3 separate regions of the Mus musculus genome follow, and regions 1 and 3 are each linked to region 2. A link is a contact called in public Hi-C and HiChIP or PLAC-seq data. All regions are on one chromosome and are shown on one strand. Each heading gives the region's core, a stretch centred on a gene start, on an enhancer-like site or on the middle of the called end of the contact. The rest is flanking DNA. Distances are from core to core; before and after follow the strand shown.

Evidence for each region. Hi-C and Micro-C count contacts between places; a contact is called where the count stands out from the background. HiChIP or PLAC-seq counts read pairs in DNA pulled down with a chosen protein or histone mark.
Region 1: a contact with region 2 is called in an H3K4me3 HiChIP or PLAC-seq map of forebrain, with 3 times the contacts expected there. The contact joins the enhancer-like site here to the promoter of Ado in region 2. A contact is called at or near these places in 7 of 39 promoter capture datasets (the 3T3-L1 cell line, the SN4741 cell line, embryonic stem cells and 3 more), 3 of 115 datasets of contacts at active chromatin or transcription factors (embryonic stem cells, forebrain and oligodendrocyte precursor cells) and 2 of 9 other capture datasets (adipose tissue and embryonic stem cells).
Region 3: a Hi-C map of CD8 T cells shows a contact between it and region 2, with 2.4 times the contacts expected there. The contact joins the enhancer-like site here to the promoter of Ado in region 2. A contact is called at or near these places in 4 of 484 Hi-C or Micro-C datasets (CD8 T cells, Th1 cells, natural killer cells and 1 more) and 3 of 115 datasets of contacts at active chromatin or transcription factors (effector CD8 T cells, memory CD8 T cells and microglia).

Annotation. Positions count from the first base shown.
Region 1 is chr10:67,892,234-67,896,954 of GRCm38.p6, forward strand. The region is part of intron 3 of Zfp365 (zinc finger protein 365); the gene reads right to left. Among named protein-coding and RNA genes, the nearest start is that of Zfp365, 18 kb to the right of the region's middle. Within about 2 kb of position 2,063, at least 24 of the 459 cell types and tissues checked have an H3K27ac peak or open chromatin away from gene starts, as enhancers often do. A contact at or near this core is called in forebrain and hippocampal neurons, where this site is marked.
Region 2 is chr10:67,546,561-67,550,903 of GRCm38.p6, forward strand. Ado (2-aminoethanethiol (cysteamine) dioxygenase) reads right to left here and starts at 2,395. Exons shown (of 1, transcript NM_001005419.2): 1 at 1-2,395. The coding sequence starts at 2,213. The coding sequence ends at 1,443.
Region 3 is chr10:67,203,752-67,208,241 of GRCm38.p6, forward strand. All of the region lies in intron 3 of Jmjd1c (jumonji domain containing 1C), which reads left to right. Among named protein-coding and RNA genes, the nearest start is that of Jmjd1c, 79 kb to the left of the region's middle. Within about 2 kb of position 1,575, at least 100 of the 459 cell types and tissues checked have an H3K27ac peak or open chromatin away from gene starts, as enhancers often do. A contact at or near this core is called in CD8 T cells, Th1 cells, effector CD8 T cells and 2 more, where this site is marked.

The DNA of each region.
Region 1 (4,721 bases), core at 813-3,312, 350 kb after region 2:
AGAATATTGACTTCCAGGCAGCTAGGGTGAGGGTCTTAAAGTCCTCACTCACAGTGACACACTTCCTCTAAGAAGGCTATACCTCCTAATAGTGCCACTCCCTGGGTCAAGCATATTCAAACCTTCACATTATCCAATACCAAGTGATCAGTCCTGAATTGTCACATGTAGCAGCCATTATACAGACTGAACAAGTGGTACCTGTGTATTTAAGAATATAAACTTATGCATATATGTTACATATATTATATATATAATATATATGATATATATACACATATAATTAAAGAAAAAGTAGCCATGGTTTTGAGAGAGTAAGACATAGGAGGAGCTGAAGAGAGAAAATGAAAATGGAGCGATGATGCAATCACATTGTGATTTTTCTTAAAGCGGTACTCGCTGCTCTTCCAGAAGACCCTGGTGGTTCCTAGTACCACATGGTGGCTAACAGCCATCTCTAGGTCCAGTTCCAATGCACACATATGGTGCACATATATCCATGTGCACACATAGTCATACACACGAAAGTAATGACAAGGTTGGAGTGGTGGTGCACTCCTTTGATCCCACCCAGTGTTTGGAGATAGGCTGGCTTCTATGGGTTCCTGGCTGGACTAGCCTACATAGTGTGTTCCAGGCCATCCAGAGATGATGATGATGATGGCCACTACAACAATAATATTTATTATTTATTGCTTATTCAGTTATTTTTTCCAAATAATTATGTTGTGCAGATGGCTGGACCCATGGTGATTGGGCCTATAGGCTTCTACATTCTAGGCATGCTGTTTTGAACTGCCGCAGGTCTGGCGGAACTGGCCCTCCACCTTGTCTTAAGTTTTGTAATAAGTAATGGTCCTATGCACCCTCCTGTTCAGACCAAGACCTCCAGGTCGTTCCTGATGCCCCTGCCCTCTCTCCTCACCTCAGTGGCCCTCCAGCGGCTCCCAACGGCCTCTTCAGGTCTACTCCAAGGCATATCCTCTTGAATCCTCTCTCCTCCTCTGCTGCTCCCTCCCAAGTACTTCCTCTCTGCTCCTATCACAAGAGCCTCTGACCATCTCTCCTTCTGATGCCCTTCCGCCCGCCCTCAAAGCCTTCCCCTGCTTCCCTGCGCGCTGGGAATAGACCCTCCCTGCACGCTGGGAATGCTCCTCTTGCAATCTGCAGCTCTCTGGCATTGCCTCCTACCATGCAACCGTGCCAAGTTTGTTCCTTCCATCCGTGATACACTGTCCTTGCCTGGAACATCTTGCTTCTGGCTTTCCACAGAAAGTTATCCAAGGCAAAGTCCAAGACTAGGGAGCTTTAGGTCCATTGCCCCAAAGCAATGCCCCTCCCCGAACACCTCGAACATACTCGTCTTCAACCATCTCTGCAGTAGTTACCATGCAGGAACGCCATGACTGATTTGCTCGCTGTCCCCTCCACACAAGAGAAAAAGGACTTGTTTGTTTTGTTCTTGGCATCAGAACCTCATAAGCACTGTGCCCTCAATAAATACGTGTTAAGTGCATTGCTGCTAGCCCTCAATTAACAGCCAGGAGGTAATGAATGCAGTACTTAAAACAAGATTATCTAAGCTGCAAGCCTATATCTGAGTGGTTCTGAGCATTAATTTTTTTTTTTTTGGCAGATGGGATATTAGGTCACTTTGTGTCTAATCTGACAGCGTTTTTCAGAGCACAAAGATAAAAAATCTGAGTAAGCAACCTATATTTTTAGAAGCCAGCCAGGTGGAAAAAAAGAACACAGATGCCCAAGGGGATTCAGGGAAAGATGCGGAATGCCAAACGTTGTTTCAGAAAAGGCACAGAAGGTGAAGGGGGACAAAGCATCCCCAGAAGGACGCAGGGCTAACAATCACCTCTGGAAGAGGCAGCCCACTTAGCGATGTGAAGACTGCCCTTCCCTCTGAAGTGGCCTTTCTAGGGGAAAGGGAATGAGGGCGGGCAGCAGCAGCGGCAGGAGAGCAGTGGATCATCATGGATCATCATCTTGCATCCTGCAGTGTGGGCTGGAGGGTGGGAAAAGCGGAGTGATTTTCTCATCACCCTGGCGGAGGGATATGGAAGTGCTGGCAGGGAGAGATGAGACATGTCTGCATCTCCTGTGTGGTACTAGGTAACTGTTCTGGGTCAGTCCAGAAGCCGGGTAAGATGGGAGCTCTGTAACACACTACGCTGGGCCAAATCCTGATTCAAAGTTCTTCTTGCTAAAAACAGCCAAGCTATTCTGTCTCCATATTGGCATTCAGTGTGAGAGAGCAGACACAGCTCTCTGATTATATCAAAGACATGGCTCCTTATTTTATAGACGGGTGCATATGACTATGATGAGAGTAAGAGGAAGGGGGAGGAGAGGAAAGGGGGGAGATGGGGAGTGAAAGAGAGATAGAGAGAGAGAGGGAGGGAAAGGAGGGAGGGAGAACAAGGGAGAGGGGGCATGCCCACTCCCACTGTAGAGTCTGCAGACAGCCCAACTTGACCCAAGGAAGAGTTGGCGAAGACACAAAGCAAGAGGATAAACTATCAATACGTGTGCCTAATCTCTTCTGAATTCACTCTGTACTCTGGGTCCATCCAAAGCCAGAGCAACAATCTACATCAATTAGGCCGGTCCTTTCATTACCGCGTGATCACGCCAGCCACTCAGCTCTCATATCTAAACTGCTCATTACAATCTCTACTGCATGGAGCATCATTTGGATTAGCCAGTGATTCCTTCGGTTGAGCCAGCTGGCTGGAGGCAGATCATGTGACTGAGCCAGGAAACAGACAAACATAAATATTTAATTTTCTACCATGGATGAAGGAATTTGTTTTGTGTACCTTGTACACAAACATATATACACAAACACACACACACACACACATATATATATACATACATACATATACATATATACTGTGCAGTCTATATGTGCGAGTGTATCATGTGAATATGCACATGCTTACATGTTTATATAGCTGTGTGAGTATATATATGTTGATATGTTTTATAAAACTTGGTTTGATGTGGGGGGGAGGTGCCTTAGCAGGCCCATGCTGAGGCACACCCCTCCTCAAGTGCCAGCCATATGACGGGTGTAATATAAAATGAAGTTTATTTGGGGGCATGAGGAGGGGAGACTGAGAAGGGAGTAGAGGCAGAGAGAGAGAGAGAGAGAGAGAGCAAGAGCAAGAGCAAGAGCAAGCATGAAAGCAAACAGTTCTTTTATAACAAGCCAGGTTTGTACCTGCCTGTTGCTAGGTAACTATTGGGTGGAGCGAAGAAGAATCACTAATGTACATTGTGTGTGCACACATAAAGTTCCACATATGTATATCTGACCAGAAGCGGTGGGATGCTAATGTTTGATTACAAGACTAAAATACATGGGTGATAGCTATTCCTACGACTCTTCAAAGATCAGCATTCAGGCTGGGGAAGCAGGCTGAGTGAAGGACATGACCCCAGCTATATAAAGAGAGGGGACACTTCTGGCTTCCCAGCTTTCTCCCTGCCTCCTACTGCTCTCTATTCTAAGACCCCATCAGCAGAGTGTAGGTCGCCACACACGGCTGTGTTTGGGTTGACTTATCCACCTGCACACCGAAAACGTTAATACTGCCTCACAGGCTCAGGAGTCTGAGACCCCAGTCACAGGCAAACTGACAACTCAGTTCAAGAGTGCTGGGCGCACTCCCTTCATTTTCTGGAGGAAGAATGGGAGATCCAGAAAGGCAAGGCTTGGCAAGAAGCAAGTTAAGAGGGTTCTAGAGCCAAGCCTTTTCACCTCACATCCGTGCTCTGTGACCTCAGAACACAACCCTTCCCTATGGGATGAGATGAGGCAAGAAAGTGGCCAGAGAGGGCTCAGGGTGTCCCTCCAGCCACTGCTAGGCAAGCGAGGACATTCCAGAACTAGCTAAAATAGGACATTCTTGGGGTCTTCCAAGAGGGAGCAGAGGAGTCAGCTTGGTGTGATGGTTTGAATACACTTGGGCCAGGGAATGGCACAATTAGGAGGTGTGTCACTGGGTGTGGGCTTTAAGACCCTCATCCTAGCTGCCTGGAAGTGAGTCTTCTGCTAGCAGCCTTCAGATGAAGATGTAGAACTCTCAGCTCCTCCTGCACCATGTCTGCCTGGGTGCTGCCATGTTCCTGACTTGATGATAACGGACTGAACCTCTGAACCTGTAAGCCAGCCCCAATTAAATGTTGTCCTTATAAGAGTTGCTTTGGTCATGGTGTCTGTTCACAGCAGTAAAACCCTAACTAAGACACTTGGGGGATGATGTTTGTGCCTCAGGAGGATGACACAGAGTATGCAGGCACGTTCTGGAGAAGAAGAAATAGGGCATAGCAGCAGGTATGGAGAAGTGTGCTGACACCTCACATAGAGACTTTTCTCCTTAGTTAATCTACTATTGACCTGTAGGGCAGAGGTGAAATCTGGTTTTTATTTATTTTGTTTTGTTTTATTTTATTTTATATTTATCACTCCATTCCCCTAAGGTTGAACTGTGTAGCAGGAAGATCTGACCATCCACTCACCCTGCCTAAAGGCTGATTAGACAGCCTATTACCCTTCAGAAGCCAGGGAGTCCTGATCAAGCAAGCCACTTAACAAGACCCTGGAGCATGAAACACTGTCAGGGGCTTCATCTAGGCTGGCAGCAGGCTTATGCCCCAGAAGTTCCTGTGTGAAATAGTAACCAAAGCCTATCACCTGCCAT
Region 2 (4,343 bases), core at 1,145-3,644:
TCATATGTTATGTATACACACACATTTATATGATGGTGTCTTATGCATCCACGGTTCCGCTCAAATTCACTATGTAGCCAAGTCTGACCTTGACTTCTGATCCTCCTGCCTATATTTCCTAAATGCTGTGTGCTACACTTGGTTTATGTGGTACTGAGGATTGAGCCCAGGGCTTCTTGCCTGCTTAGCCAGCAGCCTACTTCCAGAGCCCCTCCCAGGGTACTACATGCTCTCTACCTCTTCCTGCAAGAGAAGGCAGTAGTAGGCAGCACTGGCTCTTGTTTAAGGGAGTGCTGGGAGGCTATCTCCCGGCAGCACAGCTGGAACCACACAGCTCCTCTGCAGGCTCCCTCCACAGAGAACGCAAAAAAACAAAAACAAAAAACCAAAACAGAACAAAACCAACAACAACAACAACAACAACAACAACAAACAGTCAAGAGTATCTTTCTCTTCTTTCCTAGGAAGAAGCTGGAAGTAAATACGAGTATGGAATTCAACAGGTGGCCAGGGCCTTTACATTCAGTTATTTGGAAGCATAGCAGATTCCGCTCCTCGGAATCGTCTGGTTAGAAAACACATAATTATTGTATCATCTTTGAAGCACGTCAAGGAAAAAGTCAGCTGAGGATAATAATCGTCTTTGCTTTAAAGGCAAATCCCCAATAGCAACAAAAAAATTTGTTTAAACGACAGATCTTGAGACCCAAGGGAAAGACGAGCTTTAAGGGCCTGACAAGAGAATTCGCGTATGTGACCTTCTTACTAAAGGTTACCTGAGTACACCAGAAGTGGCTACCAAGCCAGGGGAGGAAAGACATCGTCCTCAACACGCACAGTTATGAGGGTGAACCCCAGTGCTAGAAAGATGTCTTTTCAGAACTCCTCACTTTAGATGCTGAGTAGTTTGTGTGTGTGTTTTAACCAAACGAATAACTAAAAAAAAAAAAAAAAAAAAAAAAAAGAAAACAAGAACAATTCAAGGTCATGCACAATCAGTAATAAATTAAACTATTAAGGAGCAATCGTGGGCAGGAGAGAAAACAAATCTGAGTCACCGAAGGGAAGAGGGATTCAAAACTACTTAGTGTATTTTGTAGAGAATGAGAAACAAAAATGGTTTCATTATGGCTTTAGGATGGAAGCGCTTTAGGGTCCCTGCCCGGTTCCCTTAAATCAAAGCCTTGGTGGCACTGAGGATACCAGGAATCAACCTAGCCTTCCGCCCACCCGCCCCCATAACCGTGCCCGGTGGTGGCTGTACTCCAGTGGGCCGTGTTCCCCAAGGTTCCTCAAGATGTGGCGCTGGTCACTCCAGTAAATCCATCGTCCAGGCGAGGGGGCGGAGAGAAGAGCCCTTATGGAAGATAGAGGGCAGCCAGGCCTTTCTTGAGCAGGGCAGGGTACATCTTTGGCCCACAGTTCCCCGGGCGGCAGGAGCTTCAAGGTAGGACCTTGGGGCCTGGATAGGGCTCTCCCTCGCACCAGAAGTCGTCGGCCTGTGGTGTCTCCAGGAGCCACACTTCTCGGGGAAGGTCGCAGGCAGAGCCGGAAGCCTCCTTGGGTCTGATGGGCTCCACTACACGGTAATAGTGGCAGTCCCGGCCGTCCTCCGGGTCGTAGGGTGGGGCCAGGATGTCCAGGAAGGCAGCTGGCCCGTCCACGGCATCAATCTGGTGCAGGTTGTCCCGGTGTGGAGTGAGCACGCAGGGCCCACTGGCCTCGGTGTACTCGGCCCGGGAACGCAGCACGCCCGGTCGCACGGCCTCCCGCTCCAAGGGCTGCAGCGGGGGCTCGAACTGCTGCTCTGGCGGCGGCCGCCGATGCCCGGCCCCCGTGTCCAGCTTGTCCATGCAGCTGATGCGGACCGTGCCGTACAGCACCTTGAGCATACCGTGCATGCCCGGGTGGTCGTGCAGCGGGATGCACGTGCCGCTCTTGAGCAGGAACACGCCCAGGCTGAAGCCCTCCGTCTCGTAGATGTGCATGTAGGTGACCGGCGGGAGGTTGCGGGGCAGCGGCTGCGGCAGCGCCTTGCGCGGCGCGATGTTGAGGTCCTCGGCGCGCACCTGGGTCAGCAGGCTCTTGAGCAGGCTCAGGTTCTCCGGGAAGCCCGGCGCCGGCCCTTCGGAGCCCGTCGAGCTGCCGCGGAAGGTGAGACACGCCTGGCGAGCGATGCGCTGGATCAGGGAGGCCATGTTGTCGCGGGGCATGCTTGGCGCTTCCTGCGCGGCTCGCGGCCGGCCCGTTCCGCCTCTGCGCCGCCCCTTGCGGTCTCCGGCGGCCGCCACGGCTACCCGCGCGGACCCCCGCGCCAGGCGGGAGACCTCCCCGCAACAACCGGCCAGCGGGGCGCGCGGGGCCGCCTTGCACGGTCGCCCGCTTAGCGCGCCAATGGTCGGGCGCTTGCCCGCGCGCGAAGGCGAGTGCGCACGCGCACGGCCGCTACCCGCACTCACGCTCCGGGGCCCAGACAGGCGCTGGCGCGGGCCGTGCCAGGCGCTGCCTCACGCGCGGAGCTCCATTCACGCGGCCCACACCAACGACTACAGCCGGGCGCGGCGGGAGCGCCGCAAGGCACGCTGGGATGTGTAGTCCGAGCCTGCGCTTGCGCGGGGCACGAACGCGTCCTGCGGAGCAGGGGAAACCAGGATTTTTTTAAGAACTTGGCAGAAAGCGAGCAGCGCGTTCGTTTTGCAGAGCCTCAGGGTGTTTACTTGTTTGATAAAACTGAACTATTATTGCAAGAGATATAGCCAGTTAACTACAACTCCCGCCATCCCCGCAGTCGGGGTGACATACTTCCGGCAGCTGGTGGAGGCTTCTCGCCGCTGGGAAAAAAACGGCACAAGAGGGTCGTTAACCTTCTTGTGCCGCTAGGGCCTGCTGGGTCACTCGGGGTCACCTTTGACCCTTGCTCCCTAGGAATGAGGTTTCGGGGTCAACCTTAGCTGCTCGTAGGCCACACTGTGTGCGCCGTGGAGATCTGTGGATGGCGCTTGTCTATTTTTCTGTTTCTTAGGAGGTGAATGGGGTCGGGCGGGTAACCAAAGCGGTCACCCAGCACAGCTGTGCGCAGCTGTTGTTTGCCTCTGGGCCTGATGACGCTGCTCCTTGACTCACTGATAGCGGGAAGCTTTGAGAGGCCATTTGCTACAGCCAAGGGTTCTGTATACTAGTGGTTATCCATCCGTAGGGCGCCCGAGAAACACCAGTTGAGGGGCAAGGGGCGTTTTGTCAGAATAGATTATCGCTGTCATGAGTCTCTAGAGCAATGCAACTATCGGGCTGGTTTATGAAGTTAGGTCACCGCAGAGTGATTATTCTCTGGACTTTTTGCAGACGTAGGTGGTGGCTGGCAAAGGAAGATAGTAGATATTATGAATTTAAATCTTACCCTTGAATTTAAGGTCTTCTTGGACTTTCAGAATTAAACATGGGTTTATAACTGCAGTGGCCCAGGAAATCCTTTTCAGTTAAGAAGGCAGGCTTTTAGTGTGTATGTGTGTGTGGGTTTTGCATCCTAGCCAGTAAGTGTGGTATTCCAGGTACCTTGTTAAATACATTAAATAATGAGTTTTATCTTAGTAATACCCTCACAGAAACTTTTAAGACGTAGGCACTGACTGTATTATTCCCCGCCTGTACACGAGAGATTAATTTGCAGGTGCGCATTTGGAAAAGACGTAAGTGCAACTTAACGAAACACAGTTTGAATTGGTGTAAAAGGAACCAAGGGACACAAGGACGTAGCTTCTGCAGCTTATTGTGGTGCTCACAAGCTGTGGCTTTCTGCACAGCGTACCTTTCCAAGTCCTCAGTTCATTCCTCCAAAGAATGCTGGGTTTGATGCATCCAGACTTCTGAGTCATTGTTTCTCACCCAAAGTCCCTCGGTAGCTTAAAGGGCGATTCTAGACGTTATACCCCAGGGCTTCTGATTCAGTATTGGGGTGAAGGATAGAATTCTGGTTGAGAGGTGCCCACTGAAGTGGTTCGAGGTTCAGCACCCATGTTGGGGGGGGTGTCACTGTGAGATCTGTAAATGGTGAGCCAACCCCATTTACATTCCACAGTAAGAGCAACTATTTGGCTACGTAAATGGATCCTTAAGATTACTTGTGTTTGAGCCGGGCAGTGGTGGCGCACGTCTTTAATCCCAGCACTCGGGAGGCAGAGGCGGGCGGATTTCTGAGTTCGAGGCTTACAGAGTGAGTTCCAGGGATAGCTAGGGCTACACAGAGAAACCCTGTCTCAAACAAACAAACAAACAAAAAGATTACTTGTGTTTTAGAAGCTGGTGGTGTGCCATCCTTAAATGCACTATGGAAGTTCATCATGTAA
Region 3 (4,490 bases), core at 325-2,824, 340 kb before region 2:
AGTCTTGTCACTAGATCTAATTACTGCTAATAACTGCTGTTCTTCTGTGCTGCTGCATCTGAACCCAGGGCTCCTTTCATACTGAGCTCTTGTCTTACCAACGGATGTGCATACACCAGCCGAACAAGTTAATTTATATAATTTTTTAATTTATAAAGTACTACAAAGTACCCCTTTTCATTATATTGATGTTCTCTTCTAATTGTTAATATGCAGAAGCACACATTGTGTTCTGAATTTTTTGTGTTAAAGAGAATGTATATGGTATTTATATCAGACTCTAGGAGTGTGGGGTCAGGAAATGAATAAGCACAAGGCTTGCCTTGCATGTGTGATGCCCTGGGTTTAAATCCCTGGAGTATAGAAAAGAGGGATAGGAGGGCTTGCCTTTTGTATAAATGTCAACTCATGGTGCATATGTTTTCAAGATGCCCTTAGAAGTTTGAGAAATGCTCAAAATAAGATCACAGCTTCATACATAGCTAGTAAAATATTTTATTTCTGCTTATAAATAATGGGTCATATAATTATAAATTATAAAATATAAATTTTACAATCTTCTATTTTACTCAGTGTGGATTTTTTTTTTCCAGTCAAGATTCTTCTGTTGTTCATATAATCTCACCTTTTTTTAAAAAAAAAATCATGAGTATGAATTTTTGGCCTGCACGTGTATGTATATGTGTGTGTGTATATATATGTGTGTCCATGTACTGCTTATATGCCAGTACCTGCAAAAGTCAGAAAAGGACTTCAGAACCCCTTGAACTGAAGTTATGGATGGCTTTGAACCACCATGTGAGTGCTTAGAATTGAACCCTAGTCCTCTGCAAGAGCAACAAGTGCTCTTAGCTACTGAGCCATCCCTCCAGCCTTTCTATTGGCTGGGAACAATGGTTGTGAAGGGTTCTTCCTAGCCAACAGTTTAGCTCTTGCATGCTTCTTACATTTTCTGTCATGTTTACTTTTAATTTGCAGTGTTAGAGTAATTTTGGGGTTGTTTGTTTGGAGGTTGTTCTAAAGCTTTGCTTCTCCTTTTTCCTTACATGTCCTAAATTTACATTGCCCAGCATTGGCAACAGTGCCAGGACCAATTCACGTGTCACATGTGGGACAGTGCAGATATGTTACACCTCAGTTGCAGAAAACTGAACTCGGAAGGACAAGACGAAACATCCCCGAATTTCAGAGTCACTGTCTTGTCTCTACTCAGATGAGCCCTTCATTTTTCTGGCACCATTTTGTCTGCTTCTATAAACTTGGGTTCCCTTACACAGTTACTCCAAATTATCACTGTTCTATCAAACTTCCTTCTTCTCTACTAGTAAATGACCTTTCTCCTACTGCACAGAGGAAACAGAGGTTACAGCAGGAACCCCCCCCCCCATAACTTCCTGTTCTTAGACCTATTTTTGTACCTCTCTTTGCCTCCTTTGTTTCTTGCCTCAAAGATAAGTCCATTTGGTGTTTCTTCATTTGTACAAATATTTCTTGGGTTGTAGGAGGATGAGGACAAGAGTGAAGGTGGGCGGGGTGAGATTTGTAGACTCAGAGAGCTGTCGTGAGACAGCTGAGCAGGGGAGGAAGGAAGGGCACGAGCCCTCAGGCATGGCGATCTGAGCCTGGCCCGCAGGACCGAGCTGACCCTTACGTTGTTCCGTGTCGTCTACATGCGGGCACAGTAAGTAAGGCCTACACGGGGCTCCAAATCATCAACTAGAACAGAAAATGGAAAGGCCGTAAAGTAAGCTCACTCTAAAAATTGGAGGCTCCAGAGATTAATCGATGTTAACAGTGATAAGGTACTCAAGTGGAGCTTAACAGGCTACAATACAGTTTTGGTTCTGACAAGTTTGGATTGGAAGCCTCTAGAAGGTTTGACCAGAATTTGAGTGATGTGATTTTCTTTCCCTTAATTTTATTTTATTCTGTTTATGTTTATGAGTGTTGTATCTGGGAGTATGTTTGCACACCAGAAGAGGGCATCATATCCCATCAGACTGCAGTTACAGACAGGTGTGAGCTACCATGTGGGTGCTGGGAATTGAATTCAGGACTTGGAAGAGCAGCTAGCACTCTTAACTGACAAGCTATCTTTTCATCTTCAGCTCCCAACAGGGAGTCATTTCATGACCAGTATTGTTTCATTTGTAGTCATCCTTCATTTTAAAGAATTTAAGATTTAATTTTACTTTTTGCTTTGCATGTTTTGCCTGCTTGTGTGTATGTGTGCCATATGTGTGCCTGGTGCCTTTGGAGGTCAGAAAAGGGCTTTGGGTTTTCTGGAACAGGAGTTACCAGATGGTCATGAGCACCATTTGATATTGGGAAACAAACTCAGGTCGTCTACAAGAACAAGTACCCTTCCAGCTGATACACACACACACACACACACACACACACACACACACACTCATCCCCATTGTTTTGTATATTCATTGAGACTAAGTATTATGTATCCCTAGAATATCTTTGTAATTGACTACATGCTAAAGCTCGCCTTGAATTTATGATCCTCTGAGCCCCTGGACCTCAATTTTAGAATTTTTTTTTTTAATTTTGATACATGTACATCATCCCCCTTTCCTTTTTCTCTCTCCAATCTCTCCCATATTACATGCTGCACCCACTGCAAAATCCATGGCCTCTTTTCCTTTTACACACATACATATACACCTACAAAAATACTCTAAAATAAATAAACACAACCTGTTTAGTCTAATGTTACTGGTTTTTTTATGGTTTCTGGGCTAACTGGTTGTTATTGGATAGCCACCTGGGATAGTTGGATAGTGGATAGTCAACTTCTTCCCTGCAGAAGACCATTTTCCCCATGCAACATTCCATAGTTGTCCATAGAGCTCATGTTAGGGCCCCATGAGTTTGGTCATTCCCTGTGAGCACGTTCTGATGGTGTTGTCAATGTTTAGGTTGTCATCTTGATGAGTCTTCATGGGTGTAGCTTCTCTGATGTCCCTAGGACATACAATCTCATACCAAACTTCCGGTTCCTCTGGCTCTTACAATCTTAATGTATGCTCTTCCACTCGTGTGTTGTTATAAAGGAAGTCCCATGTGCCATATGTCACCTGTTTTTATTTTTTTGTACATGTGTATACATGTAAATAATAAAATAGCTAATCTCTTCATTACTTGCATTTGTCGGTTTCTCCCTTGTAGTTTTTATATTAAGTGGCTTCCCAATTTGGTTGCTTGCTATTTTACAACCTACCCTAGATGGTGTCAGGTTTCAACTTTTTCTGTGCTCTGAATCAAGTTCTATACAAAAACCTCATGTCTACTATTAGATAATTATTTATTTAGCCATTTATATATTCTGAGTACTTCCAAGATAAATTCCTGTCCTCATAGAGCTTAAGTTTTACAGGAGGTATGGTGGATAATGAAACAATAAGCAAACTCTGTCATAATAAACATTTTAATAACATCTATTTTATTTAATAACAAAATAAAAATTGAGTAATTTTAAAGCCATTAGAATTGAGAGGGAGGGGGCTGCACTTTTAATCCCAGCACACCTGAGGCAGAAGCAGGCAGATCTTTGTGAGTTTGAGGCCTGCCTGGTCTACAGAGTGAGTTCCAGGACAGCCAGGGCTACACAGAGAAACCCTGTTTCAAAGAAACCAACCCTACCTCCAAAAAAACAAAACAAAACAACAACAGCAAAAAAAAAAAAAAAAAAAAAAAAAAAACCAACAACAACAAAAAGAAAGAAAGAAAGGGAGAAAGAAAAGAAAGAAAGGGAGAAAGAAAGAAAGAAAGAAAGGAAGAAAGGAAGAAAGAAAGAAAGGACTTAATTAATTGGGAGGGTGGCCACTGGATGACTGTGCAGCCCTGTAACTAGAGCATTGTGGAGTCCTGGAGGCAGTGTTGTGAACAGTGCTGTGAGGGAGAGAAGGCCTAGAATGGACACAGCTAGTCTGTACCATTGCAAAGATGAAAACTGTATCACACTGTCTAGCATTATGATTTCAGCTTTTTTTTTTAAGTTAATCCATACTTACAATGTCCTTTAGAGTCCTCAATGTCCTTAAGAGTCCTCAGCACACTCCATTGTTTGATCCTTCTGTGTTTGCATGCCTGTTTCAGTTTGGGAGGCTTTTCCCCTGATCTCCTGTATTCATGCAAGTACCTTTTGTATTTTTTAAAGATTTAACTCAAAGAACTCATTTTTTTCCCCTCAGTTTACAAAAGGACCACTTGCTCTTCAGAGATAACTTTTCCTGTTGTACCTAACTAGCTCTCTTGTCATCCCCACTAAAGCATGTGTGAATTCTGTATCCTAAATGAAACTTTTTGCATTATGTCTCTTCCACTGGACTTAGAATGTTCTTGGCAGGAATGCTGGCTTGTATGTGATGTCACCCCCTGTCATAGTAATCGATCGTCACTAGGTTTCAAAATCCTGTGGGGGGAAACTGCATTGATAGTAAATGTACTAACACAAGCAGAGAGGCCTTTTTTTTTTA